Regions from separate parts of the Mus musculus genome. Here regions 1, 2, 3, 4 and 6 are each linked to region 5. A link is a contact called in public HiChIP or PLAC-seq and promoter capture Hi-C data. All regions are on one chromosome and are shown on one strand. The core of a region is the stretch at or near the end of the contact, and the rest is flanking DNA. Distances in the headings are between cores, read along the strand shown. Region 1 holds the start of Fgfr1 (fibroblast growth factor receptor 1). Region 2 has its middle 14 kb from the start of Letm2. Region 3 holds the start of Zfp703 (zinc finger protein 703). Region 4 holds the start of 2310008N11Rik (RIKEN cDNA 2310008N11 gene). Region 5 holds the start of Thap1 (THAP domain containing, apoptosis associated protein 1). Region 6 has its middle 13 kb from the start of Gm32389.

The links. Promoter capture Hi-C pulls out the DNA fragments that hold promoters and counts their contacts. HiChIP or PLAC-seq counts read pairs in DNA pulled down with a chosen protein or histone mark. Capture Hi-C pulls out chosen DNA fragments and counts their contacts.
Region 1: a promoter capture Hi-C map of 3T3-L1-derived adipocytes shows a contact between it and region 5, with 3 times the contacts expected there. The contact joins the promoter of Fgfr1 here to the promoter of Thap1 in region 5. A contact is called at or near these places in 1 of 39 promoter capture datasets (3T3-L1-derived adipocytes), 1 of 115 datasets of contacts at active chromatin or transcription factors (memory CD8 T cells) and 1 of 9 other capture datasets (pancreatic islet).
Region 2: a contact with region 5 is called in a promoter capture Hi-C map of hematopoietic stem and progenitor cells, with 4 times the contacts expected there. The contact joins the enhancer-like site here to the promoter of Thap1 in region 5. A contact is called at or near these places in 12 of 39 promoter capture datasets (the 3T3-L1 cell line, the C10 cell line, the HPC-7 cell line and 8 more), 1 of 15 datasets of contacts at CTCF or cohesin (pro-B cells), 9 of 484 Hi-C or Micro-C datasets (CD8 T cells, Sertoli cells, embryonic stem cells and 2 more), 14 of 115 datasets of contacts at active chromatin or transcription factors (the SCID.adh cell line, bone marrow-derived macrophages, double positive thymocytes and 9 more) and 3 of 9 other capture datasets (adipose tissue, embryonic stem cells and liver).
Region 3: a promoter capture Hi-C map of liver shows a contact between it and region 5, with 6 times the contacts expected there. The contact joins the promoter of Zfp703 here to the promoter of Thap1 in region 5. A contact is called at or near these places in 17 of 39 promoter capture datasets (the 3T3-L1 cell line, 3T3-L1-derived adipocytes, the C10 cell line and 12 more), 3 of 15 datasets of contacts at CTCF or cohesin (the NIH/3T3 cell line, large pre-B cells and stem cell-derived epiblast-like cells), 16 of 484 Hi-C or Micro-C datasets (CD4 T cells, CD8 T cells, the G1E-ER4 cell line and 8 more), 34 of 115 datasets of contacts at active chromatin or transcription factors (the NIH/3T3 cell line, acute myeloid leukemia, bone marrow-derived dendritic cells and 23 more) and 3 of 9 other capture datasets (adipose tissue, embryonic stem cells and liver).
Region 4: a contact with region 5 is called in a promoter capture Hi-C map of the 3T3-L1 cell line, with 4 times the contacts expected there. The contact joins the promoter of 2310008N11Rik here to the promoter of Thap1 in region 5. A contact is called at or near these places in 1 of 39 promoter capture datasets (the 3T3-L1 cell line) and 1 of 9 other capture datasets (embryonic stem cells).
Region 6: a contact with region 5 is called in an H3K4me3 HiChIP or PLAC-seq map of embryonic basal ganglia, with 5 times the contacts expected there. The contact joins the enhancer-like site here to the promoter of Thap1 in region 5. A contact is called at or near these places in 16 of 39 promoter capture datasets (the 3T3-L1 cell line, 3T3-L1-derived adipocytes, the C10 cell line and 11 more), 2 of 15 datasets of contacts at CTCF or cohesin (the NIH/3T3 cell line and stem cell-derived epiblast-like cells), 12 of 484 Hi-C or Micro-C datasets (the C2C12 cell line, the G1E-ER4 cell line, Th1 cells and 9 more), 15 of 115 datasets of contacts at active chromatin or transcription factors (the SCID.adh cell line, bone marrow-derived macrophages, cardiomyocytes and 12 more) and 1 of 9 other capture datasets (adipose tissue).

What each region holds. Positions count from the first base shown.
Region 1 is chr8:25,516,822-25,521,540 of GRCm38.p6, reverse strand. It overlaps Fgfr1 (fibroblast growth factor receptor 1), which reads right to left and starts at 2,782. Exons shown (of 18, transcript NM_010206.3): 1 at 2,112-2,782. It overlaps Gm31288 (a long non-coding RNA gene), which reads left to right. Exons shown (of 3, transcript XR_003947368.1): 3 at 1-1,853. RefSeq lists promoters at 2,643-2,857, 2,643-3,617.
Region 2 is chr8:25,609,001-25,613,450 of GRCm38.p6, reverse strand. It overlaps a transcript of Nsd3 not described here. Among named protein-coding and RNA genes, the nearest start is that of Letm2, 14 kb to the right of the region's middle. Within about 2 kb of position 2,955, at least 54 of the 459 cell types and tissues checked have an H3K27ac peak or open chromatin away from gene starts, as enhancers often do. A contact at or near this core is called in CD8 T cells, the SCID.adh cell line, bone marrow-derived macrophages and 4 more, where this site is marked.
Region 3 is chr8:26,974,610-26,979,312 of GRCm38.p6, reverse strand. It overlaps Zfp703 (zinc finger protein 703), which reads right to left and starts at 1,977. Exons shown (of 2, transcript NM_001101502.1): 1 at 1,702-1,977; 2 at 1-745. The coding sequence starts at 1,959. Gm39150 (a long non-coding RNA gene) reads left to right here and starts at 3,398. Exons shown (of 4, transcript XR_001778540.2): 1 at 3,398-3,640.
Region 4 is chr8:26,821,730-26,826,415 of GRCm38.p6, reverse strand. It overlaps 2310008N11Rik (RIKEN cDNA 2310008N11 gene), which reads left to right and starts at 1,993. Exons shown (of 3, transcript NR_045904.1): 1 at 1,993-2,202. It also overlaps the pseudogene Gm29728.
Region 5 is chr8:26,156,829-26,161,264 of GRCm38.p6, reverse strand. It overlaps Thap1 (THAP domain containing, apoptosis associated protein 1), which reads right to left and starts at 3,096. Exons shown (of 3, transcript NM_199042.2): 1 at 2,744-3,096; 2 at 295-490. The coding sequence starts at 2,814.
Region 6 is chr8:26,991,968-26,996,350 of GRCm38.p6, reverse strand. No RefSeq gene overlaps it. Among named protein-coding and RNA genes, the nearest start is that of Gm32389, 13 kb to the left of the region's middle. Within about 2 kb of position 1,775, at least 36 of the 459 cell types and tissues checked have an H3K27ac peak or open chromatin away from gene starts, as enhancers often do. A contact at or near this core is called in adipose tissue and embryonic basal ganglia, where this site is marked.

The sequences.
Region 1 (4,719 bases), core at 1,533-4,032, 640 kb after region 5:
TAGCTTTAAAAGAAGCCCCAGAGAGGAGGAAACCCAGAGCCTGGCCAAGGGAGGAAGACTGGCCACTTTTTGCTCAACCATCTCAGGGCAATGGTTCTACAATTTAGATACTATTCCAAAAAAAGCAATGGTCCGGAGGTGCAAAGACCAGAGCACATCTGGGAAGGAAACAGTCACCTTAATTACCATGTCTAGGGAAAGTGCGATTTCATTACAGCCTCCAAAACTACCGCCCTAAGAAGGAAACCAGAGAAGTGTTTTCAATTTAAAAGACTGGAGAGGGTGAGAGGCACCGGCAAACTATACCCACCCAGCCGCTAACTTTGGATGGACCCTTAGGATGTTTTGTTGCCCCCCCCCCTTCCAAAAGAATGGACATTCCATCCCTGGCCCTGTAGTTATTGTTTAAACGGCAAAAACACTCCATTTTAAGCTTCTGAGGGCTGCAACCCAGGAAACTCACTGAAAACACAAGGTCCCTCTGGCAGTTACAGCACCAGGTATCGCACTCTACTCCCCAAATGGAGGACGGAACACCCCCCCCCAAGATGGACTTGGACGCGTGGCGATAGGTGGGCCCGCGGTGTCCACATGAGACAGATGCTCCAACTATAATTAAAGGGAGAGGCGATACTTGGTTCCAGGACACGTCAGGGCCAAGTTTGGCCCAGACCCACCGACCAAGGCCACCTCTAGTAAGCAAGCGGCTCCCAAGAGGGTCCAGAGATTCTTAAACACCGCCCCCCCCCCGCACTCCCCCCCCCCCCATCGTCGGCCACCAGCAAGAGAGTGAAGGAATCCAAAATCACTTTGGGATCTATAACTTGCTTTTCTCTTCCAATCCCAAAGCCTCTGCTCCACGTCTCAAGAAATGTTAAGGGGTGGTGGTGGCGGTGGTGCTAAAGAATCTCAGTTTTAATTTAGGAGGGGGAGGGGAGGAAGAGGGATGTTTAATAATGTGGCTGCGGTGTACCCGTGTAGGGTGAAACGGAACCAGATGCGGCAGCTACATCTGGGAAATGGGGGGTGGGGTGGGGGAGAAAAACGCCGTCGAAATGCTTTGCAAATGAGTTAATAGCTTCTACTAGGCCCAGAGAAAGAGAACTCCCTCCTGCACTCCCAAGGTGTCCAGCTGCCTCACTGGGTGGGTAACTGTTTATTACAAACCCCATCTATATATTTAAAAAGTCAGTAAATTCCTCTAAAAATATGAGTACTAGGTTGTCTTACCCCGCCGGAGACACTACAAGAGGAGGCACAGGAGGTGTGGAGAGGGGGTCTGGGCCAGAGAAGCAACAAGCGGGCAGAAGAGGGCTCCTCCGCACCGGACAAGTTCTCCTCATTTCCTCCACTTCCCAGAACGATCCAGACCCCGAGACCCCCCACCCCCCGCTTCTCCAGACCCCTTCAAGAGTCCTCTAGGTCTAAGATAAAATAGAACATTACCACCACCACCACCATCACCCCTCAAAAGGGGGGGGAATCTTTGCTCGCTCTCCGCTAAAGCCGATTCAGCCATTTGGTGACGACACCTCCTTCAAACCTATTCCAAGACAAGCTAGCCTTCCCCGCCACTTCCTTTCCTCTTCAACCCCCCAACCTGGACCCCAGACTTGCCCGGAGGTAGGAAAACACTTGAAAAGATCCCAGATGTAGGGTGTTGAGCTTAAAGCCACCGGCTGAAACGGGGTGAATCCGCAAGAGGACCAAAAGATAGATGATGTACACACACACACACACACACACACACCCTCCATCTCCCGGCCCATTCCCGCCCTCCTCCCCAGTAGGGAACACACAGCTTCCGCCGCCTTCTCCTGGGCCAAGAGGGTCGGGGTCTGGACTCGGAGCGCAGCAGCCTCCTCGCTAGCTCCGGAGCGCGAGTTGGCGGAAAAGTTAGGCAGCGGGCAGCAGCAGCGGGCCCAGCGCGCGGGGAGGGGGCGCGGGCAGCGACACTGGCCGAGGGAGGAGGGACAGGGGCGCCGGGGAGGGAGCGGAGTCGGGGGTGGGGTGGGGGATTGGAGGAGGGAGGCGCGGGCTGCGACTGGCGAAGCGCGGGGGCCGCTCGGGACGCCCAGCCAGCCGGCTCTGCGGGCGCCGGCGACTCTTACCTCACTTGGCGCTGCGGTCCCGCCTCTGGAGAGCTCGCCGTGGCGCGGCGGGTGTCTGTGTCTTGCGCTCCCGCCGCTCGTCTCCGGGCTCCGTTCAGATCCTGATGGGGTCTCGAGGGCTCCGCGGCCGAGGCACGACTCCCGGCGGCACTCCGAGCCGGGCGCCTCCAGCCCGGGCGGGAACAATGGAGCCGAAGCTGGTGCCCCGGAGGCGGGGCGGGGGGGAGGGCTCGGGTCCGCCGCCCGGGGTCCCCAGATCGTGCGCCCCCCGCTCTCCAGTACGCAGCGGCGGCGGTGGCGGCGTCTCAGGCTTCTGGCAGCCCGAGTTCCATCACCCCTCCTGGGGCTCCGGCGTGCATTGACTGCAGCACGGCTGTGGTGCGCCCCTGGGACCTGAGAAAAGTCCTCGGTCTCCGCTGCTTTTCCAGCTGCGGCGCGCGCTCGCGGCCGGGAAAGGCGAGGTCGCCGCAATGCGCTAAGCACAGTCTCAGTCCAGTCCGGACGTCTCGGCCCCGCTTCCCTGCGCAGCCCGGGTCCTCTGCACGCAGCGGCTGCACCAGGGTTCCGGCTCCCGTTCCGCGCCGCCCGCAGCGGAGAGCCCCGCCAAAGTACCCGCAGGAGCGCTCCGAGCGCTGTGCGCCGGCGAGGCGCGAGGGCTCGCTCTCTCACTCCCACCCGGCGCTAGTCCCACCTCCTCCTCCTCCCCTTGCAGTTGCCTGCTGGGCCTTGTAGTTCTCAAGCTGCAGCCCCGGAGAAGCCTGGAGCGAGCAGAACTGCTCTACAGTCTGGTCTAACTTGAGTTTTCGCCTGGAGGGCGCCCGAATTTCAGACTGTGTGTAGATCAGCGATTTGGGGACAGGAGTGGAGGGTGGGGAGGGGCGGGTGCCTGGCTATAATTTTGAGGTTGCACTGGGCAACTTGGTCTTTGGTTATCTCTGTGCCTTGGGGTATGATTTTCGTGCTCTAAATCTCGGTTTTCCCGTCTCTAAAAGGAATAAATAGGACCCTCACATAGCTTACAATATACGAACTGTTTTTATTGATGGATCGGTTGACTTTCCCCCTCAGACCCTTTCCTTGGATCTCAACTTTCCCCAGCCACATAATTTAGGTTTTGTGGTTCACGCTGGAATGGACCCTGCAAATTCTACAGTGCTGTTCATGGTAGCCTTAGAAATCACCAGCTTTCAGGAAGCAACCGAAGAGAGGAGGGGTTTTTGTTTTTTTTTTTTTTCGGATGGGGGGGGATGTTTGTTTACTTGCTTGCTTGTTTTGTTTTGTTTGCCTTAGGAATTAATCAGAGTCAAACCAGAGCCTCCACAGTATACTATGAACCTCAAAGAAAATCGCTGAAATGCCCTTCCCACCAGGTCCCTCCACAGAGATGTTAATCTGTGGCTCTTTAATCCAATGAGTCCAGTGGACGTGAATCATATTGAGATTGTTAAAAAATAAAAATTTTTGATCCTGCTTGGACATGAGAAATCCCGATGTTTTGATGAAGCATGCTAACAATTCTGAGACAGCCAGTGGGGCCTTCGCCTCGTTGCAGGAGCTCACTTTCCAGCAGTCTAAAATGATGATGTACATATGCAATCCTAGCCCTGGAGGGTCAGAGACTTAAGATCACCGTTGGCCACATAGGGACTGAGACGACAGCCTGTGCTTACAGACCCTGTCTCAAACAAATCAAACACAGGGGTTGGCGATGCAGCTTTGACAAAGGCAAAGACAGTGCTTTGATTCCAGCACACTCTAGACCTGACTAGGTGGTTGGTACCTGTTGGTTTGCTGCATAGCAGTGGGGTGGGGGCTCTGCAAATTTTCCTGGTGACTGTGATGTGATGTCTACTTGGGGACCACTGGAAGGGTGGAATATGTCACACTAGGTGTGAATTCCACCACTCAAAGACTTTGGGCATGTCACGAATCTGATAAGATCTAGTCCCTCTATGGGTCTCCCCCATGAGAAGCAGACTGAATGAATGTAAGTGTGCCAAAAGGGTCACACATGTGAAAGCCATCATGAGGGGGACTGTTCTATTCCGCTTCCACAGAGCAAGCCATGACAGCTTGAATACCAAACAATCCAACTCTTCCCTCCACATTGAAGACTAAGAGTTTCTAAGACAGTTTTCTATGTGACCACCAGGTGAAAAAATGGGAAGCTACGGAGATATTATCACATTTGTTTATCTCCAGTAAAGGGTGGAGGAAAAAGAAGAAGGGCTATTGATGAGTTTATTGGTGTATTATTGGTTTATTGGGTTGGTTTTTGTTTGTTTGTTTTGTCTTTGCTTTTAGAGATAGTCTTATGCTGTAGCCCAGGGTAGCCTCAGACTCAAGGACTCTCCCACCTTTTGCCTCTTGCCTCCTGAGACAACAGTTTGTAAGACACCACCACACCCACCAAAGCTTAATGTTTAGCTGAGTGTGCTTAGCATATACAAAATGATCTGGGTTCAGATTTGGAGGAGGGGTAAAGAGAGAATACATTTATTGAGTGCCTAGGAAGTAAATATTCAGGAAGTATTTTTGAACAAAAAAATAAAATAAAAACCAGAAATGACTCTGTGGAATAAATGAACACCAGCTAATATTTAAGAGT
Region 2 (4,450 bases), core at 1,706-4,205, 550 kb after region 5:
CTAAGCCAACCTCTCTATCAGTCACCTTGCTCTACTCTCTTTGAAATCAAGTAAATGATAATAAGATAGTTTCTGAAATTAGTTCTTAAGAGATTTATTTTTATATCTTTTGAGACGGTCTCACAATGTAGCCTTGAGGATCCTGGAACCATGTAGACCAGGCTGGCCTTGAACTCACAGAGAACCCCTGCCTCAGCCTCCCGAATCTAGGATTAAAAGTGAGTCACCACATCCAGTTGGTTCTTAGGTTTTATAAATGTTCAAATTTTACTTTCTTATACTTTGGATTCTCTGTTAGCCTCAAGTAAAAAAAATAATTATGACAAAAATAATAGGCATTTTAAGGTATACTGTATCAAACTAAAACCTGTAACTAAGTTTTTATTTTTGTTTTGTTTTGTTTTAAAGATTTATTTATTTATTATATGTAAGTACATTGTAGCTGTCTTCAGACACTCCAGAAGAGGGAGTCAGATCTCGTTACCGATGGTTGTGAGCCACCACGTGGTTGCTGGGATTTGAACTCTGGACCTTCAGAAGAGCAGTCGGGTGCTCTTACCCACTGAGCCATCTCACCAGCCCGTAACTAAGTTTTTAATAACCTCTAAAGATACTTGGGTGTTTTCTGGAGTTTTGTTTTGTTTTCTGTTTTGCTTCACTAGTTTTATAACTTCAGGATGTCAAGCTCATTCTATCCAAGCTTTTCATCACGTACTTGCTTCATCAGAACACTAAGCACTGGTGCAGTTCGACGCATGATGTTACCGTAACTACAGTGAAAGTAAGTTTGGACTGGAAGTTAACTTCTTGTTCATACTTGTACTAACATGAATCTCTTACTGAGAACACCCACACAGCCTATGCAAAGATGCTGCTCCAACATTTCTTAACTTCTGTTGAGGCAGCCAAGTGAGTTCATTTCTTCATCTACTAAACATGCAATTAAAGACAACCTCATTTGCAGACAACCTTTTCTTCCTTCCTTCCCTTTTCCTTCTTCTTCTCTTTTTAAAGCTGAAAATCAAATCTAGGGCCTCTTTATATATAGAAAAGTATTCTACTCCTGAGCCTCACCCTCAACCTCTACTTCTTTATTTCTGTTTTTAGGGAGTGTGAATTACCAAGTACATGCTTACTTGGTGCTAAAGTCTGGTACTTTAACACTTCAGTTTAAAGTTCTACAACTCTAAGTACTCTTTTCTATTCATCAACAAAAGCATTAACCTTCCATGGTAAGGTAAAATGGTGGTAGGAACTCAGATCTCAACATAGGCCTTTCAAGTCCAGTGCCCACCCAATCTAAGAGGAGGGAGTTGGAGAGGTGACTCTGTGGTTGACAGCACCTGCTGCACAACCATGACTTTAGATCACAGCACCCACATAACAAGCTAGGCGTGGTCTCACAAATGTGTGTTTGCAACCCCAGTCCTGTGGGGGCAGACACAGGAAGATACTGAAGGCTTGTTGGCTAATAGCCTAGTAGGAAAAAAGAATACAAGCCCCAGATACAGGGAGAGACCCTGCTTTAGAAGAAACAGGTAGGGAGTAGTAGAGGAAGATACCCAGCAACTCTGTGCTTATGCACATAAGTGCATACACACATGCGCACAGACCAACCCCCCAATACACACACAGTTTGCTAAACTGGCTCAAAGTAAACACACCTGCAGAACAAATACTAGGAAAAAGGTCAGTTTAGATCAAAGCAAATCTTACAGTGAAATAGGTGGGTAGAACACACTGTCCATCGTACATTTTTAAAAATAAGGTGATTATAAATCAAATCTGAATCAAAACACTTTACTTTGCTCATTTAATTGCTTATCTCTGTGTAGATCGGAGGCAGAAACATGCACGTACCACAGCACTTCTGTAGAGGTCACAGGACAACTGAGGAAAATCCGTTGCTCCTTTTCACCATGTGGAATTCCAGGGATTGAACTCAAGTTATCAGGCTGGGTGGAAAATACCTTTACCCTATAAGCCAGCTACTCAGGCTTGTTTTTCCAGAGACAGGGTCTCACTGTGTAGTCTTTGTTGGCCTGAGCCCACTGTGTAGACCAAACTGCTAGCCAAACAGCTCACAGATATCTGCCTGCTTCTGCCTCCTGAGTACACCACCATTACCCTGCACCTGTACACATTTAATCCCAGCACTGGGGTGTGTGTGTGTGTGTGTGTGTGTGTGTGTGTGTGCATGCGCACGTACCAAGGCAGGCAGATCTCTGTGAATTCTAGGTCAGTCTGGTCTACAGAGGGAGTTCCAGGACAGCCAGGGCTACACAGAGAAACCAAAAATGTGTAGACCAGCAGGGCGTAGTGGTGCATACCTTTAATCCCAGCACTTAGGAGGCAGAGGCAGGTGGATTTCTGAGTTCGAGGCCAGCCTGGTCTACAAAGTGAGTTCCAGGACAGCCAGGGCTATAGAGAAACCCTGTCTCAAAAAAAAAAAAAAAAAAAAAAATGTGTGGACCACTATGTCCTGCCAGCATTCCTTTTGTTTGTTTGTTTGTTTGTTTGTTTGTTTGTTAAGACATGCTCTTCCTAAAATGCCCAAGCTGGGCTCAGTCAGATCCTATAGTCAAGGAAGGGATCCTTCTGTCTTTGACTTCAAAGTATCTAGAACTATGGCAAACAGCACTTCACCTGCACTTGGAGAGCAGAGAGAGGACAGAGTTCCAGGACAACCAGGGTTACATACACCAAGAAACCCTGTCTCAGAAAAGATAAATGTGCCTTTGATGCCAACACTGTGGAGGCAGAGGCAGGAGGATCAGCCTGGTCTACTGAACCAGCTCTAGGACAGCCAGCCCTAAAGGCACAAACCCTGCCTCAAAACAAACAAACAAACAAACAAACAAATAAGCAAGCAAGCAAGCTGACTTGCCGTAAGAGCCAGCCAACTGACCTACTTATCTGAACACATCTCTGTGGACATTCAGCAAAAGCTGGCAGTGCTGATGCCATATCACCAGTCTGAAGAGCAAGGAAAGCCCTTATGGTCCACAGAATTGACTAGAATATTGCAATGTTGAAAAGCTATTAAAACTTCAAGTTAAAAGTTCACTAGTTCTAAGAACTACAAAAGTAAACTGAATGTCATTTTCTTTGAAGGGCTATAGCAAACAATATCAGGTCAAGAATGTCACCAAAAAGCATTCCAAGTGCAAGAAATAAACAAAAATTTCGGCTCGCTGGGCAGTGGTGGCACACGCCTTTAATCCCAGCATTAAAAAAATAATAATTTTAGGCTGAAGAGATGGCACAGCTGCTCTTCCGGAGGATCAAGGTTCAATTCCCAGCACCTACATGGTAGTTCACACCTGTCTGTTCTAGGGAACCCAACGTCCTCACACAGACACATATGTAAGCAAAATGATCAATGCACATAAAATTGAAAAATAAATTTTGAAGTAGTAATTTGGAAGTAGACTGAAATCCAAAAAAATTAATTTATGTTAGATGATTAGTCTTTTTAGTCTTAGGCATTGGGGAAATTTCAAAATCTCCCATTATTGAGGTAAATAATTACTGTGCTTTCAGATTAATTTTAACAAATGGAGTTATGGTGTGGGTATTTATAAAACAACCAAAAAGGCACCATGTAAAATGTTATCATACAGCTTAAATACAAACTATAATGTACATAATTCTTTTTCATTTTCCCATTTGCTTTCTCAACATATCTTAATGATGACTGAGATCCACATCTAGGGCAGCTTTGGGGATGAATGTCTGCAAACCCCAGCACTGCCAGACTCCTCCATATGACGGGCTGAGGCCAGCCTGTCTCAGATAGAAAGGAAATAAATAGATAAATAGATAAATAAATAAAAGATCCAGATCTAGTTCCGTGTAGTGTTGCCTGCCTATAGAAGATCTTGGGAAGTAGAGGCAAAGGGTTAACTGTTCAAGGTCACTCCCTGTTACGTAGGGAGTTCACTGGAAGCCAGCCTGGGTTACTGGAGACCCCATCTTCAAAACCAAAACCAAACAAACAAAACAAAGCCCTGACTATAATTTTTAGGTAAGCTAAGAGCCCTCTTTCAGTCTTGTTAATGGCAGATGTACCAGAGGACTAACAACACACATCCTGTAACAACATTATCTCACTCACAAAATGTTAGATACGTTTTTTTACTTTTTCATGTCACACTATATAGGTATTATACATACCATAGCATTTAAGGAACTTACTATATGTATTTCCTAAGGTTGACAGTAAAACTGAAAATGAAACTGTAAGCTTTTTAAAAATACTAGCAGCCAGTTTGTTCAAAGGGTCAGATGCTGCCTAAACAGCCTGACTGCCAGAACTGACTGACTGACTGACTACGGAAGGACAGAAAACAGACAGACAGATAGACACACACACACACACACACCCTGCAAGGGTTCCTCTGATCCCACATACAACCGCACCTGCACAGATAAACACTCACACAAGAGC
Region 3 (4,703 bases), core at 728-3,227, 820 kb before region 5:
CGAACTGAGACGGGTAGCCGGCGTAGGCGCCCACGATGGAGCCGTGGTAACCGATGCTGGAGGGCGGTAGTGGGAACACCGAGTGGCCTGGTTTGTAGGGTGACACTGGAGCCACGTGGCCCGCCCCCACCAGGGCGGAGGGCGGCTCTGACTTGCGCCCCGATGCGGTGGCTTCCGGGCCACCGTGAGCCGAGTCCCCGCCGCTACCTCGGCTCCCAGCGGCTGGCTCGGGACTGGGTTTGGCTTCCTGCTCTTTCTTGTCCAGTTCGCCGGCCCCGCCGCCGCCGTTCTTGCAGTCTGAGTGGTGTGGTGAACCTCCGCGGGAGCCGCCGGGAGAAGACGAGTTTGATGAGGTGGAGACCGATGCCCCGTGCGGGGGAAAGGGAGGGCAGGCGGCGCTGGGGACCCTGAAGCCCGCCTTGTCTCCGGGGGACGAGGAGGACGAAGAGGTGGTGGAGGACACCGACGAGGAGCCGCTGTCTTTGCGGGAGTCGCCGCCTCCGGAGCCCTTAGAGTAGGGCTTGAAGCTCGACTTGTCCTCCGCGGGGGAGTCCCCCAGCTGCTTGAGCGCCGCGGCCGCGGAGGCGGCGCCGGGGGCGGAGCGGCTCGGGTCTTTCTCGGATCCCAGCCCGTTGGCCGCCGCCGCCGCTACGGAGTTGAGCTTGGATGAGGGCGGCGGGTCGGGCTTGCCGATCTGCGAGCAGGTCTGGGCTAGCAGAGCCAAAGGACTCTTCTTGGCGTCCAGCTGCGGGAGACAGTGGCAAAGGGGAGGGAGAAGGGGGTGAGACTGGGAGACTCACTAAGCGCGCGCGGAGAAGCTGAGCCGAGCACTGTGGGCGAGCGAAGGGAGCTGAGCGAGGAGGGTCACGGAAGGAGGGCCTGGCTCTGGCCGAGTAGCTGGGCGGAATGACACTTGCCTTGTGGGTTAGTCCCCGAGTGTGACATGGGCGCTGGCGCGCAGGAGAAATGGCTCAACCACAGCCCTCCCGGTTAAAGGTGACTTCTCTGTAATCCGGATGGTGATTCGCCCCTTTCCAGATAATTTTCCCATCTTTTTGGGCCAGGGAAAAACTTAAGCCTTTAGTTTGGGAGAACTTCGTTTGGGACGGGTTTCTGGTGATGGCGCTCGGTGTAAGAGCAGGGAGAGGCGCCTTCTAAAGGCAGAGCCGCAGTTGGCCCTGTGAGTAGCCCCTCCCTCTCTCCTTCCCTCCCTTTCTCCCTCCCTCCCGGGGAGGACACCCAGAGAAGTAAGATGAAGAAAGACCCAGGATCCCGAGTGCCTGGTTGTCTGCACTGTGCCCCTAAACAGACGGGGGAAGATGCAGAGGGACACCGGGTGGAGGCGAGGGAGGCCCAGAAGCCGTCTTTGGACAGGACTCTAAGGGGCCAGAGGAAAAGTAAAGGACTCTGGGCACCATAAGAGCAAATCCAGTCGGTTAGAAAACACGCAGCTCCAAAGGGCGACTGGGCAAAACCCTTCCACCCATGAGTCTAGGGAGAACCTGGGCGGGCGGGGAGGGGGGTGTCTGGTTCCTGCCTTCCGTCCCTCCTCAGGAGGTCCGCCTGCGTGGCCAGCTTCGGGCCTCGCGTCGCTACGGGAGGTGGGGTGGGGTGGGGGGTGGTGGAGGGAGCAGAGCCATGGGCCCAGCATGGGTGGAGGAGTGGGGTTCAGTTCTGGGTGGGCAGCGCCCGGAGACTGACCTCAATTGGGCTGACGGGTGTGGAGGACAGCGGTTGCAGGTACTCCGGGTGCAGGAGGTGACCGGTGTGAGCGCTCAGCATCTTCAGGACCCTGATAGGGAGCCGGTTCGCCTGGCGCAGGGGGTCCGCCGGGGGCAGGAGGGACACCACTGCCGGCACCGCCGGCCTCTTCCCGCCGCCGCCGCCGCTGCTGCTGCCGCCGCCGCTGCCGCTGCTTTCGGGTGTCCTTGGGTTAGATCCAGCGGGCGAATCGCTCATTTGGAGGAGGCAGTGCCACTGGGGGGGCGGGGAGGGAGGGGAAGCTCCGGGAGGCGAGCTCCCGGGGCGGGTGGGCTCGCTCCGCTGCGTCGAACGCCGTGCAGCAGCCGCTGCGCCTCCGTGCCGCCTCCCCTCCTCCACCGCCGCCGCCGCCGCCGCCGCCGCCGCCGCCGCCGCCGCAGCTAGCCCAGGCGAGCAACACAAAAACCTTCGCCTTCCGCGAGCTGCACGTCAAATAGCCGCGATCTGCAGCCACACTTCAAAGGGATCGCCGCGCCCGCCCAATCGCAGCTCTCTCCCGGACCCCGGGGCGGGGAGAGCGGAGGGCGGAGGCGGGCGCCGCCGGTGGGCGGGGAGAGTCTTAAAGCGCCCTAGCCGGTCGCCGCCTCCCGGCCTTCGCCCAGCGCTGGATCTGCTCCCCTTTGCGGGTTGTGCCCGGCTGCCCTAGCCCACGGGTCACCCAAGGGACGGGACTTCTGGACACGGGCTCTGTGCCCTCTCCTGTTGCCTGCTGCTTCCCACTAGTGTCTAGGGTGGAGACCGGGGTGGGAACGCAGGGCGCCTGCTCCGGTCCTAGGATCCAAGCCTCTCCCCGGGACCGCCGGGGGGCGGGCTACGCCTCGGGAGCTCGGCAGCTTCTCCGAGCTGCTTCGGCCGGTTCTCTTTCCCCTAATTGGCCTCTCCCGGATGTGTTCACTTGGAAGCGCCGAAGCCTTGGGGGCATCCACTATTCCCTGGGCGCTGCCTGAGCCCTTCCAACTACTTTGAGCCTGTCCAGTCAGACTGGAAGTGGAAGGACTCCCTTCCCGGTGAGACGGTCTAGGTGAAGCGTGGTTGAAGGTTTGGCTCCCTGGCCAGGAAGCGTCACCTCAAAGCTCCTGGAACGCCCCCAGGGGCGCTCTGAATTATAGATCGTGTTTGGTGTGTTTCAGGGTTCTTGTCCCGTTTAAAGTCATAAAGCTACCTCACTGTGCTGTGACGAGCTGAGCTGCCGTTTGGCGGCGACGTGGTTGGAGGTAGCATCAAAGTAGAGGCCGATGTCCTAGAGGAGGGGGGGGGTCTCAGCATTGCAGGACGACACAAACTCTAGAGACTGCCCCATTGGTTTCCCCTCCGGCGAAATTTCGAAATAAGACCTTTTTATTAATAATAACAGTACCCTCTCGGATTCCCCCAAGCCTTCCGGAAAAAGTACGTATTTACACTTGGCAGAGATTTTTACATAGTCATGGTCCTGACCATAAAGTTCTAGATCCTTGGCTCAATCGACTGAGCTTGGTCCTTTGTGCCCCAGCTCTGGAGTGACCACTTTTGCGTGCCCTCAGTGGCCAGTGGAGGCGCGCTGGTGTCGCTGTTCCTTTTGAATACCCTTTTCCAGTCGTGATTTGTCAGTCACTCTGACCATCAAGTTCTGACTTTGTAGGAGTGTTACCCAGGACTATCTGGTTCTGACTGCCTGATGCTGACTCACGGTTGTTTTTTTTTTTTTTTCCCTGACTCTGATATCATTGACTCAACACAACGTGAGAGCAAGAGATTCCAAAGGGGTCGTCAAAGTGAGCGGAAGGAGCGAATCATAGAACAATCATGAACTTCATGATGTGCAGGAGAGAAGGCGGCAGGCAGCTTCCAAGGCCACATCCGTCATACACAGAACTCAAACTCTCCCTGGAGCCACAAGGTTTGATAAATAAATGTGCATAGGTTTCTCAGAAATTACCCGACTGTCCCTTCCCTCTCTTTAGATCTTATAAATTTAGTGAATAGCCAGAGATGCCCTGACTCTGATGATATGGTCCATATTGCAGCAGGAGGGGCAAGAGAATGAATGGAAGGGAGGAGGATTTTCTCATTTATTTTATAGTACAAAGTTTTACTCTCTTCCCGCAACTCCCATAAGCTCAGCTCATGCCAGCCTATGCCTTCTGACCTCATGGTCATTGCGAACACTTATCTGTAAAATTCTACTCCAAGCTGGGTCTGCAGCCTCGTTCTTGTAAATGCAGCACCCAGGAAGCTGAGGCAGGAGAGTCACACCATGAATTTGAGACCAGCTTGGCATACCTAGTGAGTTCCAGTCTAGCTTGTGCTACAGAGTGAGACCCTATCTCCCAACAAACACAGTCCACCGCGATTGAAGGGTTACTTCAACTTAACCCAGGCCTTTGGCCTTTGGGAGAGAAAAGAGTGGAAGAAGGATGGGTTGTAGAAGCGATGGCCTTTGTGGATATGTTGGAGGAAAAACTGGGAAGAAGGTAGAGTTTGGAGACAGAGACAAAAGTCTCCTGGGTTATTGTAACCAGTCCAGCTGGGGGCGGGGTGGGAGGAGAGGGAGGGAGAGAGAGAGAGAGAGAGAGAGAGAGAGAGAGAGAGAGAGAGAGAGAGCCAGCCTAGAAACCATTCTAGGAGCAGAGCAGATGTGTGTTAGAAATGATTAATGGGAAATAAGTTAGAGGGAAAGAGAGTAGACACTTAGGAATGTGGGTGGGAAAGAGAGGGCAGGAGGCTGCAGAAAGGACGGTGGAGTATTTTTATTTGGAGAGTAGAAAGATGTCAAATGAACAAAAGGAAGAAGGGGAGCAGACAGGATGTCCCGGCTGGGCAGGCTAGGGTGCAGGCGATTTCCCCACGGAATGATACATTGTCCTTTTAAGAAACTTAGTTCTCTAAGCTCAGAGCAGTTAGCATGGACAGGGCTAATGGTGCCAGGTGCCAGACGCCAGGCCTGTTTCCTGCTCCTGTAC
Region 4 (4,686 bases), core at 744-3,243, 670 kb before region 5:
TTCTTGCATTAGGGATGACTTAGAGGCAGTATTGACCCCCGTGCATCTGCCCCATTGCTCACCATTTGTTGCCGCACATCCTTCTTACAGCCCTTGGGGGAAGCTGCACCACTGTTTAGCTCCGAGATTATCTGAACGACTTCACTCTTCTGCTAGCTGCTTTATGGACTCAGTTCTCAGGTCTGGCTTCAAATGGGATACCTCCACGAAGCCCCTTCTTGATTGTGGCCCCGTTTATACCTCTTCATAATGGAGCTGTCTGGAGTTATACCACCATTTGTGTGGCTGCCACATAGTATCTGTGCCCCTGTCTCTTAGTCTATTTTTGTGCAGCGTTAGCAGACTATCACAGAGTGATAATTTATAAGGAAAATACATATATTGCTCATGATTACAAGGCTATGAATTCCAATATTAAAGTACTGGCATCTGGCAAGGGCTGCTGCTGTACCACATCCTGATGGAAGACATTATGTGGCAAAAGAGCTCCTTAGAGAGAGAGAGGATGGGAATATGAACACTGAAGAAGTTGGGCTTGATCCTTAACAAACACAGCCCTGGGATAGCTAGCCACACAGGGTGATATCCTTGGCAGTCTTGAGGATATTGCCCTCATGACCAATTTCCTTTTAAAGTCCAACCTCTAAATGCTGTTAGAATCACTGCAATCTCAACATGTCTTTTGGATAGCATTTTTTATATCGTAGCCCCCGCCCCCTAAATACACTCAACATAAGGCAGGGTGAGTCCATTTTTTGAACTACAGTATTTTGTTCCTATAGGCAGCCCTCGAGTGGGTCCCTTTCCTTCCCAGTGAAGCCCAACTGGTAAAAGTCTGTGAAGCTCACGGCATATAGTGACTGGCAACTATTGCGGACTAACCCTCAATAGTATGGTGAGATGTCAATGTATAAGATGGGCTCCTGAGCTGCCAGTGAGGTTGATCTGTGAAGCCTGGCTTTGCTACTTTGCCTCTGGTATCCAATAGGCACGTTCACTCTGGACAGAGCATCCGGGATTGAGCTCCTTTGTGGAGCAAAGCTTATACATCAGCCCTGTGGACTGGTCTCCTCTGAAAGAACTTCTGTAAGTTAGAGAGAGGTTTACTCCCCCTCCCCTTAAAACAGTTCAGTATTGATTGTCTCTGTTCCTCAGACAAACATCAGGTATGCTCAATAACCACTTACTATATACTGGCATTCTCTATAGCAGTAGGGTACCGGGCAGTGGGTGCAGAGAACTGAATAAGGCACACGGAGACCTCAACTGGGAAACGCTAATAACAGCTCAGCAAGTACGTCTTGACTTGTCACAACAACTTTGTGATGCTTATGCCATTAGGACCACTTTACAGTCCAGGACATGAAAACTTGGAGGGTTTGCATTTGAAGGAGCTACAGCTCAAGGCCCAAATGTTTTCACTTCAACTCCAGGTGCATTCCACCTTGGGAAGCTGCCAGATGTGGATTCACTGCTTCGCCAAGTCTCATGGTACAGGTCCCGAACCATCTGTGCTGATGCACTGGATCCCAGCACATATGATGGTTCCCAAGGATCTTGTTCGGACCCAGTCACATGGAAACACACCAGGAAGGCATCAGCGCTGAGAACTAGAGTCTAGAGAGGAATTCAGGGTGGTTACTCATCCTGGGCGCCAAAGCTGGTGACTAAGCCAGTGACCTTTATTTCAGGATAGTTTAAGAGGCACGTTTTCATCAACCATTGCACAGTGAGAGAAGATAGATGCACTGACTTACAGTACTGAATGTCTAACACTGGGGCATCTCAGCAAATGGTTTCATGGTTCACATTACATGGTACTCATGACCCTTGGAAAAAATTCATTCCAGTACTGACAGATCTATAGCTTTCTGGCTTAACATGTAAGGCAAGCAATCTTTGCTTCTCCTTTGTAGTTTTTTTTTTTTTTCCCTCACTGGTCTTGGCTTGGTTGGGCAGCATAAACACAGTGCCTTCGCTCTGGGGCATTCTGTCAGCCATTAACTGTGCAGGGAGTCCCAGCTTGAGCCTTAGCCTGGCTTAGACATGTCTGAGCAAGCCTGAAGAACTGCAATGTGGACCTGCTAGCAACCTATGTGTGCCTGAGACAGTAGAGCCTCCTGGGAAGGATGAAAGAATCAGGCACAACCTAGGTAACTAGATGTTGCTTGTATCAGGAAAGAAGCGACTGAACACTGTTTGGTGAGTGGCCACAACTGCATTCATCCATAACTCAGCCCCCACTGGACTTCTTAGGAGATGTGGGGAATGAATATGATGTGTATAGGAGGGGGGGGGGGTGGGAATGGGGAAGAAAGGAAGGAGGGAGGGGGGAGGGAAAGATTATGGTTTAAGCAATACATTGTAGTCACTGGGAAATGAACTCAGGACTGTTTTGTTTTTTTGTTTCTTTGTTTGAGAATTATTTATTATGTATACAGCATTCTGCCTGCATGTATGCCTGCAGACCAGAAGAGGGCACTAGATCTCATTATAGATGGTTGTGAACCACCATGTGGTTGCTGGGAATTGAACCCAGGACCTCTGGAAGAGCAGACAGTGCTCTTAACCTCTGAGCCATCTCTCCAGCCCAAGGACTTGTCTTGAGAATTAACCATAGTAGAGAGAGGTCCTGCCCTCAACTTTTTTTTAACAGTAATTTAAAGTTTATTCCAGCTATAATGTAGGTGATTCTGACTTCAAGGTAGCATCACATGGCATACTTCTGAGTCCATTCCCGATATATTCTGTTGTACTTATCTCTGTCTGTTTTATAGATCCATGCAATCTCTGGCACTAGGGGGTCATCTGGGTTTGGATCACATAGCAGTGAACAAATGGATAAAAGAACATTAGAAACAATTTAAGCAGGAGACCACTGTGATCTTAGAATATCAAGACAAATGCTGCCATTACTGTTAATATTTGGATGATAAATTTTAGTTGTAAACGCAACCTTAGGTGGTTTGAAGGGGTAGTCTGTAGGGAAATGAATTGTCAAAAAGAATAAACCACCTTGATATGGGCTGTCATTAGGTCCCATAATTGTGGCTTGCCAATGAAACATGTCATCTCCAACTGGACCTGCAGAACATTGTGCTGGAGGGTCATGGGCCAAATCACTAAGTTCCTTATTAATTCGTTTCAGCGCCATAGTCTGTGCTTTTCGCCAGGCTCCTCACTATCCCGAGGTGTACTCAAAGGTCCGGCCAAAACTCTTGATTATCCCGACAGTGGGGAAGGGTTGTCTCTTCTTCTCACACCAGCTCTGCCAAACACAGGCACCGAGGGCCGAGGCCTCCCTCGAGCTGCGGCCTTGGCCTCCTCCCCATGCAGCAGTTGGTGCCTCCCTGGCCCTACAGGGCTCATGCACACAGCACCCTGCCCTCAACTTTTATGGCAGAGCCTAAGCTTCTAAGGCCTTCAGCACCTATAGTTGCAAGGACTTTAGCACTCAGCAAGAGGTGGCTGTTTCCAGGGTCCTAGAAAGAAACCTTAAGCAAACCAAGGGGCAGGGGGAATGGTCAGTAAATAGATTTTTGCAGCTCTTGGGTCTCATCAGAGGCATCTGTCACATTCCTTCCACAAGGGCTCAGGGAATATCTTGGAAGATGGTGCAGAAAGATTGTAAAAGCTAGAAGACTGCTGTGCTCAAGAACCCACATCCACGGCTAGCACAAGAGTTGCACAAGATCAAGCTAGTCAACATTCTAGCATAGAGGGGCTCATGAGTCCCTACCCCTAGCTGAGGAGCTATTTAACAGTTAGTTGATGACTGGCAGGGGAGAAAGACTTAGTTTCTTTAAGGGTGTACTACCTGGTAGATCAACCATAGTCCAGTGTATGGACCCACACCCATGGATATATGGATTCTGTAGAATATTGAGGAAGAAGAAAGAGGAGGAGGGGGGAGAAAGGAGGAGGAGGAGGAATTGGGGATTGGGTGGCAGAAGTATAGATTGGGTCTGGGAGAAGTTAGGAGAAGGAGAAGAGGATGGATATGGTCATAATATATGGTATACATGTATAAAACCACTAAAGAATGAATAAAAGATTTTTTAAAATGGAAAATGTGATGATTTGTATAAACTTGGCCCAGAGAGTGGCACTATTAGAAGGTGTGGATTTGTTGGAGTAGGTGTGTCACTGTGGTGTGGGCTATAAGGCCCTCATCCTAGCTGCCTGGAAGCCAGTATTCTGCTAGCAGCCTTCAGATGAAGATATAAAACTCTCAGCTCCTCCTGTACCATGCCTGCCTGGATGCTACCGTGTTCCTGCCTTGATGATAATGGACTGAACCTCTGAACCTGTACGCTAGCCTCAGTGAAATGTTGTCCTAATAAGAGTTGCCTTGGTCATGGTGTCTGTTCATAGCAGTAAATCCATAAGACAGCAGATTACCAGGAAACTGTCTGTATGCTTTGAGCATATTGGGAGATATCCCCAATATCTAGAAATATTGGGGATACTTTAACCCCAAGTGAGTCGTGAAAGTTAAGTCATCATCACTCATGGGATAGGATGTTCATAGATCAAGGCCCAGGAGGACCACCATGCTGGAGGATTCCTGGAAGCTACAGCTCTGAGTCCACACCAATCTTGCTACTTTCTTTGGAATAAATCCATACTAAGAAGCCAATACAGATTGCTAGAGAGGTTCATAAGCAATCCAAGAATGAGTCTAGT
Region 5 (4,436 bases), core at 1,847-4,346:
TCAGATACACTTGTTTTGTTATCCTTTCCCTGATTTTTCCCATGAACACATTAGCTTCAGAAATGAAAACAGCATTCACCCAAAGCCAATGCTTATGATAGTAGAATTTGGAAGGTAAAGGCAGGAGGATCAGGAGTTCCGATTCAGCCTCAGCAGCTCAAAGCCAGCCCAGACTACTTACGACTCTGTCTCACACAGGGATGGGAGGGGAAGAGACTGGAGGGGAGGAAAGAAAACAGAGAAAGGACTGGGAAAGGAAAAAACACCAACCCAGCACTTAAAAACCCACGTTACCTTCTCATGTGGCTCGATATAGAGAAATATTGTGGGCACAGCGTTCTCCTTCAGTAGCTTGTTGTTGCACTCCCTCTTAAAGCAGTCCGGGGTGAAGTGCTCCGAGCAGATGCTGCTGTACTTGGTGGGCTTGAAGTTTTTCCTTTTAACAGCTGCCTCCCACTGCTTACAAAGGCTGGGGCGAGTAAGAGGAAACCTAAGGAGAGACAATCCAGTTCTCTGACTTTAAAAAGATAAAGAAAAGCCCCACACTCTCCGGCTTACTAAAGAACTACCTTACCCCATCCTAAGGAGACTCTGATTGGAGATTAGTTCTGGTTACCAATCTCCCTCAGGAAGCTTTACCTTGTCATAACGAAGACACTTGACAGTGCAATTAGAACAGACAGTATGTGCAGTGCACTTCTACTCATGCCTTACTAGCAATTCTGTGTCTTATAGAAGAACAAAAATCGGACATATGTCTATATCCTCAAAGAGACTTCTAGCTCTTTTTTAGTCAGTCCAACACATAGACTACATTCTGACAGCCTGAATTATACGCAAGTGATAAAGAAGGTAAGGACTTTATTTTCGTGCTTAATTCAGCATACAGAGTGGGGAGTCTTTATATTTATTGCCCTGTGCTTTTCTATATCAAAGACGCAGTGGGAGACGCTAGAGTGATCAGAAAAAGCTATAGAATGTTTCAATTTAGCTTTACTGTTCTTTAGCTGTTCCACCACATAAGGTATGCCAGACCCCGATCATCCTGTTCTTCATGAAGACCTAGCCAACCTTCGTGTTAGGGCTTATCTTTATATTAGCCAGCTTTCTCCACTGCAACTATGTTCAGGCTGGAAAAAGCATATGCCTAAAAAGAAGTTCAAAGCACCATGGTGGCAACTTCTTATAAGTCCTAGTGTCTCGTCTCCTAGGACGGGGGCACAGAACTGTCAAGCAAGATCTTGGCCACTTACTGTTCTTACATAAGGCTTAAGACTCATGTTAGCCCTTGTTCTTATTTTCCAACACCCAGCAGTTGAAACGGTCTTTTTGATGTGTGCCATTTTTAACTAGTCTGCATACTTGAAGGTTCCCTGGGCCATCTTAATAAAGCATAGGAAAGGGAGGCGGCAAGTCGAATGCACGTCCCTGTCACCATTCCCTCATCTAGTCCTACATTCTGAGGATGTATGAAATTTCAAAAAACCAAGTCATAGTTTAGGCTATATTCTAGCCTATTCCCCAGAGAAAACAGCACACAAGTCTTACTTTCTTGCAAACATTATTAAACATGAACACTACTGACCCCTCAAAATCTGAGAGACCATTGTGAAATTTGTTTCTGTAATCGTTTTGCTATGGATAACTTGCATAATTTACCAGTGGATCTGATTTCTTAGCTATCATCTGCATACAGTCAGGAATTCCTCCAAAACCTAACATAAAACTTGTAACAACAAATTTACCTGCCTAAAAATTGTCACATTTTGTGGACTGTTAGCATTAACAAACACCATCAGTAACGCTAATTCTATGACTTTCTTCTTTCAAGAGAGTATTTTTATTTTTCTCTTTAAAAAGATTTATTTATTATATATAAGTACACTGTAGCTGTCTTCAGACACATCAGAAGAAGGCGTCATTTCTCATTACGGATGGTTGTGAGCCACCATGTGGTTGCTGGGAATTGAACTCAGGACCTCTGGAGGAGCAGTCAGTGCTCTCAACCGCTGAGCCATCTCTCCAGAGTATTTTTCACCCTGGCTTCTTGATTGCTGCACCCACTACAAGAACGAGCCCTGACGGCTGTGGGGGTAAAGCTGGTATTCGCTCACATTAACCTTCACCACGGCAACAGAGTCAAGTGTGTGCTATCGTCTCGTTCTTCCTGTGTGTTGAAAGACAGGGGTTCATCTCGACAATACCAAGAGCCTCCTCTAAAGCCCATGGATGCTAAAGGTTGGTTCTTTGACGCTAGGACTTAAGAGTCCTCCCTGGCATCCCGGTCAGCTGCCCTGCTTCCTTCCCGGCATCCACAGTGAGGTCCGAAACCTGTCCTCCTCCCCCTGTGCGTTCCCAGCTCGACTTCCTCCCTATGTGCCACGGCCACGCCGCGGCTTGGGACGAAGAGGTACGCAGGGCTGCGAGAGGCTTCTGGGCGTCGCTCGCTCGCTTGCCCGCCCGCCGGAAACCCTCCGCGAGCGCGAAGGCGCGCGGTCTCAGCCCCCAGCGGAGGCCAAGACCAACGGAGACGCCGCGCGCCCGGGATGCGCAGCGGGGGCGCGCAGCCACGGGGACGCGCCCCCGTGGGTCCCCGCCCCCGCCGGCCCGGCCCGTCCGCCGCCCTGAGCGCCCGAGCGCCCGCCCCGCCTCCTCCAGGTCTCGCGCGGCCACGCGCCGGGCTCCGCCCCCACCCGCCCGCGCGCCCCTGTCGCCGCGGCCGCGGAGCACGCCAGTTACCTACTTGTGGAAGGAGACGGGCTTGTCCTTGTCGTAGCGGTTCTTGCAGCCGTAGGCGGAGCAGGACTGCACCATCCTTCTGGCCCTCCACACTTCCCTTCGGCCCGGGAGGCAGGCGAAGGGGGCCGTCGGGGTCGCCGCGCTCGGCCTTGATAACGCTCGCCGCTCTCGGTGGCGTCGGTCAGCAGTTACGGGGACGATCACCTCGCCGTGGGGTGGGGGTTGGGGTGGGGGAGTGACTACCCTGTCCGTTGTGGGGTTTGCTTTAGCAGAAGGACCACAGCTGTCGCCCGTCTCCCATCTTCAAGATGGCGGAGGCAGCTTCAGCCTCACCTCTCGCGAGGACTCGGCTCGCCGTCTCTGATTGGCTGAAGGTAACGTTCCCAGGGAAGCTGACCATTGGCTGGGGCGAGGCGCGCCTGTGGGGCGTGGTCAGCAGTGCGGAAGTGGGTGGGCCCTCTGCGCCTTGGCCGGAAGAGAGCGCGTTTGTTTGGGATCCTGACTGCAGTCGTTCTCGTAGTGGTGACTGTCGTTAATTTGTCCGGCGTTTTCTGCTGCAGCTTGATAAAGAACGGCCTGTTGGGTCCGAAAGCCTGCAGGAGAACGTGGAAGAGCTCGTCCCTGGCCATACGCAGTTTTTTTTTAAAGGGGGGGGAACCAGCAGATGCGTGGATTGTACAAACCTGTGGTCCACGTTCAGAATCCAGGTGACCGTCTAACTAGACAACGAGGACAAACGCGCATTTCATTTCCTCTAAGCTGGGAAGGAAGACCTTTTTTTTTTTTTTTAAATGTATGTGAGTACACTGTCGCTGTCTTCAGACACACCAGAAGAGGGCATCAGATCTCACTGCAGATGGTTGTGAGCCACCATGTGGTTGCTGGGAATTGAACTCAGGACCTATGTAAGAGCAGTCAGTGCTCTCAACTGCAGAGCCATCTTTCCATCCCTACAGTGCACTTCTGAACGTTGTTACCTTTGTGTAGGCGCAGCGATTTTTCAAGCTGAAGACAAGTGTTACAGGCTTGACCCTCTGTAGTTTGGAGTGTGTGGCGCATTCTCTCCCTTATAAACTATTTTCTGTACCCTTAAATATTGCTTCTCTTAAGGATCTATTTAGTGGCTACCATCTCTAGAACTTTGACTATTGAACCCACATACCATCTTTTCCTAGCTCGTTTTACTTGAGCACACATGGACTTGCCTTCAGAGTTATCAGGTATATGGTTTAATACATTCGCCAACTACTTAAATCTGAAATCCTGGTGTCACTGAGATAAAACAAAAAAACTAGGCTTTAATTCAGCAGAAAAGAACACTTGTTGCTCTTGCAGGTGACCCGGGTTCGATTCCCAGCACCCACAAGGCAGTTCACAACCATCTATAACTCCAGGCAGCTGGGCACCAGGCACACATGTTGTGGGTCAGAGGACAGTTTGTGGGAGTGGGTTCTCTCCTTCCACCTTGTGGGCTCTGGGACCTAACTCGGATCATTAGTCTTGATGCTAAGTGCTCTTATCAGCTGCTCCTAGGACCCCTTCCTCGAGACTTAGGTTAACCTCATAGAATAGAGAGGTTATTCTCTCACCACCATCCTTGAATTCAAGTACTCACAGTCTCAACTTTTTGTCAGTCCTAGTCTTCAGCTTTCTCTCTGTCCCTCATAAAAACACTGCCAGCCCCTTGTTTATAAAGC
Region 6 (4,383 bases), core at 526-3,025, 840 kb before region 5:
CTTACTTACCCGTCTAAGTGCAGAGGTCCCGCCTTGCCCGGGCTGTTGTGGTCAGCGACTCCCTCTGAATTCTGGACTTCCTTTCTCTCCCAAGCTCACTCATTGCTCCAGTGGCTCTGCCAAGGCTTGGATGGGTTCCTGAGTTTCTGCCTTCCATAAAGTCCTGGCTGAAGAGGACAGCACCCTGGAGACAAAAGGAAGTTAGCTGACAGTCACTCATGCCTTTCTCCAGCCCAACACATTTTGTACCTGGATAAGCCCACTTAGCCACTGGATCTTAAGTTTCAGGATCATGTTCCAGTGAGGCCTTCTCGGACCTTGGATCTAAAGGATTCCTCAGCAACCCCCCCGTATGCCCTACCCAACACAACACCACACCTCTTGCTTACCACTGCCCGACAATTCACGCCTGTACGTTGACTCGCGTGGGTGTCGTCTCCTTACCTGTCAGCTGCATGAAGGGGATCTACAGGCTTATTCAGCTGCATGCTTTGACTGACGTCTCCCCAGAGCCAATCCACTGCTTGGCAGTGAAAAAGGGCTTTGTAAATAGTAGATGGTGCTGATGGTCTCAGGTTCGAGTGTGGACCGGGGGTAACCTCAAAGCTGGCTAGGCAGTTACCCCGTGGCCTGGGAGTATTCTGGAGTTCCTTTATCTCTTCTCAGAGGAAGGGAAGTGGGGGTGAGGGGGGACCCTCCGGTTATAGAGACACGGTTTCTTCCCTGGACCTCAAACCTAGTTTGAAAGGGACATCTATGAGTGCTTTAAAAAAAGAGAGAGAAAGAGAGACAGAATGAATTTTATTGGTTAACTCAGTTAGTCATGAGGCTGGCCTCTGAACAACACAGCTAGGGTCTGTCTCAGAGGGACAAGAAGCCATGTGTGAGTGGTGACACAGACCTGTATTCCTGGCACTTGGGAAACGGGGGTGGGGTGGGGGTGGGATTGCAAGTTTGAAGTAACCTTGGCTTATATAGGGGGATCATGTCAAAAACAAAAGAACAAACAAACAAACAAACAAAACCTAAACCCAAACCCAAACCCAACCAACCAACCAACCGACCAACCAAAACAAAGAGGTTAGCAAGAAAGGGCAAGACAAATTTCTAATCCCAGCTACCTGTAGCCTGTTTGTTTCTGAAGGGTTCTGAGTTTGAAAGTCCCTAAAGAACATCTAGCAGGATTGGGTTGGAGGGACTGGCAAAGGAAGAAGGAAGGGAAGGAGGGAGGAGAGAGAGAGAGAGAGAGAGAGAGAGAGAGAGAGAGAGAGCGCGAGAGGAGAGAGAGAGAACCTTGCAGTTGGCAGGGATGGGTGGGGAGGGCACGGTTTGAAGGATTCATGTGTTCATGGAAGCTCACACTGAGCCTGGCTCTTTAGGAACCTGGGACAGAAGAGCTTTCTGCCGTGTGGTGGTCCCTGGCTTAGCTGGCGGTGCCCCTGGGGGCATTAGAAGTCTTGAGAAGCACTTTTAATAATCCCCATGGACTTGTGGATAGAGGAGTCTTGAGACCAAGATACTAAACCTTCTACCCTCCACAGGGGCCTTCCTGACTTGTGTGGCAGTAGTTGTCCCAACTGAGAAGCACCCACAGATGACAAAAACAAACAAAGAACTCAGCGTTTTATCTTTTGGGGCCTTTTGTCCCCTGAGATCCTTGAGGAGAAAGCAGAAAGGCTCATGCTACCCATGTGGGGCACAGAATACACACAAGGAGTGTATGGGTCACAAGTCCTCCACAGTCTCAGCCCAGCTGTCCCTCAGCCACCCCCACTCCTCCAAGAGGCCCCTGCTCCCTCCAGTTGGCCCCTCAGCTGGGAGGCTAACTTCTTCCATGTGTGGGGGCGGCTCCAGGTAGAACGTGAGGAGCGCGGCAGAGACCGTGGCTGGTGGAAGGATTGAGAGTTGGAGGAAGCGTTCTAAGGGCTGATGGGAAGGGACTTTTGGGGGTAAATGTCTGCGGGGAAAACACTGGGGGAGTCCGAGGCAACATGTTCTGGCCTGTTGGGAGGACGGCTGTTGGCACCAGGAGAAATCCGTCCAGTGAAGCCAGCCCTCATTAATCATCCGGGCGGCGGAACTGCCAGCTCCTTTCAAGAGCTTTCAAGAAGGGTTTTCACCCAAAATAGAGTTGAAAATGTGCTGGGCCCTACTCAGAATCTCATCAGTCTGGGCATTATGGGAAGTGTCAGGCAGGCTGTGACAGACAAGGCCCACTCTGTTCAAGGGGTCCTGACTCCCACAGCCTGTCATATCAAGCGCCTGATCAAATTTGACAGCTTCATTTGTACCTACAGAATAGATAAAAGGGGCTGTTCATTGAAACAAATGGAGGGGAAGGGTTGGGGGGGGGAGGCGAGGGAGCATGCATGTGAGTATGTCTCCGGGGAGGAATGGCTCAGGGGGAGGGGCACAAGGGGGACAGTTACAGCGAGGTCCAAGGGTACAAAGGAATATGCTAAGGACTCCCCAATAGTAGGGAAGGGAGAAACTGAGTCTGAAGTGGGAAGCAGGTGACTAAGGGGGGGGGGCGGATATGTGGGTGAAAGTCCCATCTTGTGGGTGTGGCCCTGGAAGGGCGTCTGAGAATCATCCCTGATGCTCTAACATAGCCAGGGAGGTGGTCCCTGTGAGGATGAGAGTCCAGGGTGGGCAGCTGGGACTTTGAAAGTTGGTTGAGCAAGTGCAGTACTCATTTCAAATCCAAACCCAAAGCAAGGAGCTCCCTTCCCTTCTGCTGAAGCAAGCTGGTCCGACTACTTCCCTGCACTGAGCCTCTGGCCCTCTCTTGTCCACCTGCTGGGTGGCTGCACCTCTTCAGGTGGCCCGGAAACAAAATCAACTGGCTGGCTTTAGGTGGCTTTCTGCTCTTCATACAAGTTAGCCCATCGGAGTATCTAGGCCGGGTATCCCCAGTATCCCTGCACAGTCCTGTTTGGGTCTTGCTCAGGCTGTCTTGTTAGCAAGCGCTCTTCTTTCTCTTCTGGGGATATCTAGGGGTGTTCTGAAGGTCTTGCACTTTTGGGGGGCGGAATCTTCTTTGTTTGCCATTATCATTTGTACTATTTGTGTGAGTTAATATTGTTTTTTTCTCACTGGATCATAGACACTTTGGTGCATGGAGCATGTCCAGTAGTATTTAACACACACATTTAACACACACTGTAGGTTCTCCAGGAATGAGACAAAAAAACAAAAAAAATTTTTTTGAGTTTTATACTAAGGTGTCCAGGCAGGCCTTGAACTTGGAATTCTCAAGTCTCTGCTTCCTGAAGACTGGGCTTTGGTGTGTTGGGCACTGGGCTCCAGAAGTCTTTTGTAGCTGGTGATCAGCATAACACAAGTCTACATTTGGTGTCAGACTTCAGGAGGGGAACCTGTGACCAGGGGCCTAAGGCCTCCTTTTCAACCTTGGTCTTCAGAGGGCAGGGTTAGAGGTAATCATGGCTCCCCTTGCTGCTTCCCCATGGGACATCTTTGTGGATGCAGCCCGTGCTGGCTCTCATACGTAGCTATGAGGCCCTGCTTGCTCGCTTGCTCACTACCTTGACTGATGTAGGCTCCACTTGCATAACAGCACGCCGCAGTCCTGGTGGTGGATACACAGGCATTGTAATCATGATAGGAATCTCATTGTGACTTTAGGCAAAGTGTGTCAAGACTTACTGAAGGCAACCGTAGACATCCGTTGATGAAAATGCCTGTGCCCAGTGCCAGCCCAGTGTCTGATACACACACAGTAAGCATCCAGTTAATGTTATAGGAGAGAAGGGCTCAAGTCTGGTCCCAGCGACCCACTCGATTTCATTTGAACTCCGAGCCCATTCTATTGACAGTACCCATTGGTGACCACTGATGACAGTGACCACCAATCATTATCACTTTGGGCCAACCTTTAGCTGCCTAGAAATTGCACTGTGAGGCCATCGTTGTCACCAAATACATCAGAGGTCCCTAGCCCTTTCGTTAGGGAGGCTCACTTATAGGCCACTGAAAGTGCTCACATCTGTGGCTCTTTGTAAGGTGGAGGCCTCAGCTCTGGGGAGGGTGTGGGTCTTGATCTCTGTGAGGCTCTGAGCCTTCTGCTTTGCCCTTAGTGTTGGCCTTTGGTGGCCAGAGTATTCCATCCCTGGGAGGGTGGGGTATGTGTTTCTTTACTTTCCTTCCCTTTCTTTCCCCTTCCCTCCCCTTCTATTTTTGAGACAGTATCTCACTTTGGAATGTCATGGAACTTCTTATGTAGCCCAGGCTAGCCTCAAACTCACAGCCATTCTGGTTCTAACTTCTTGGCGCTGGTATCACACACCCACACTATCAAATTCTTGCCTCCCGTATGATATCAGCATCAACTTTGTCCAGGGAAACAGGGCTCAGAGGGTGTGG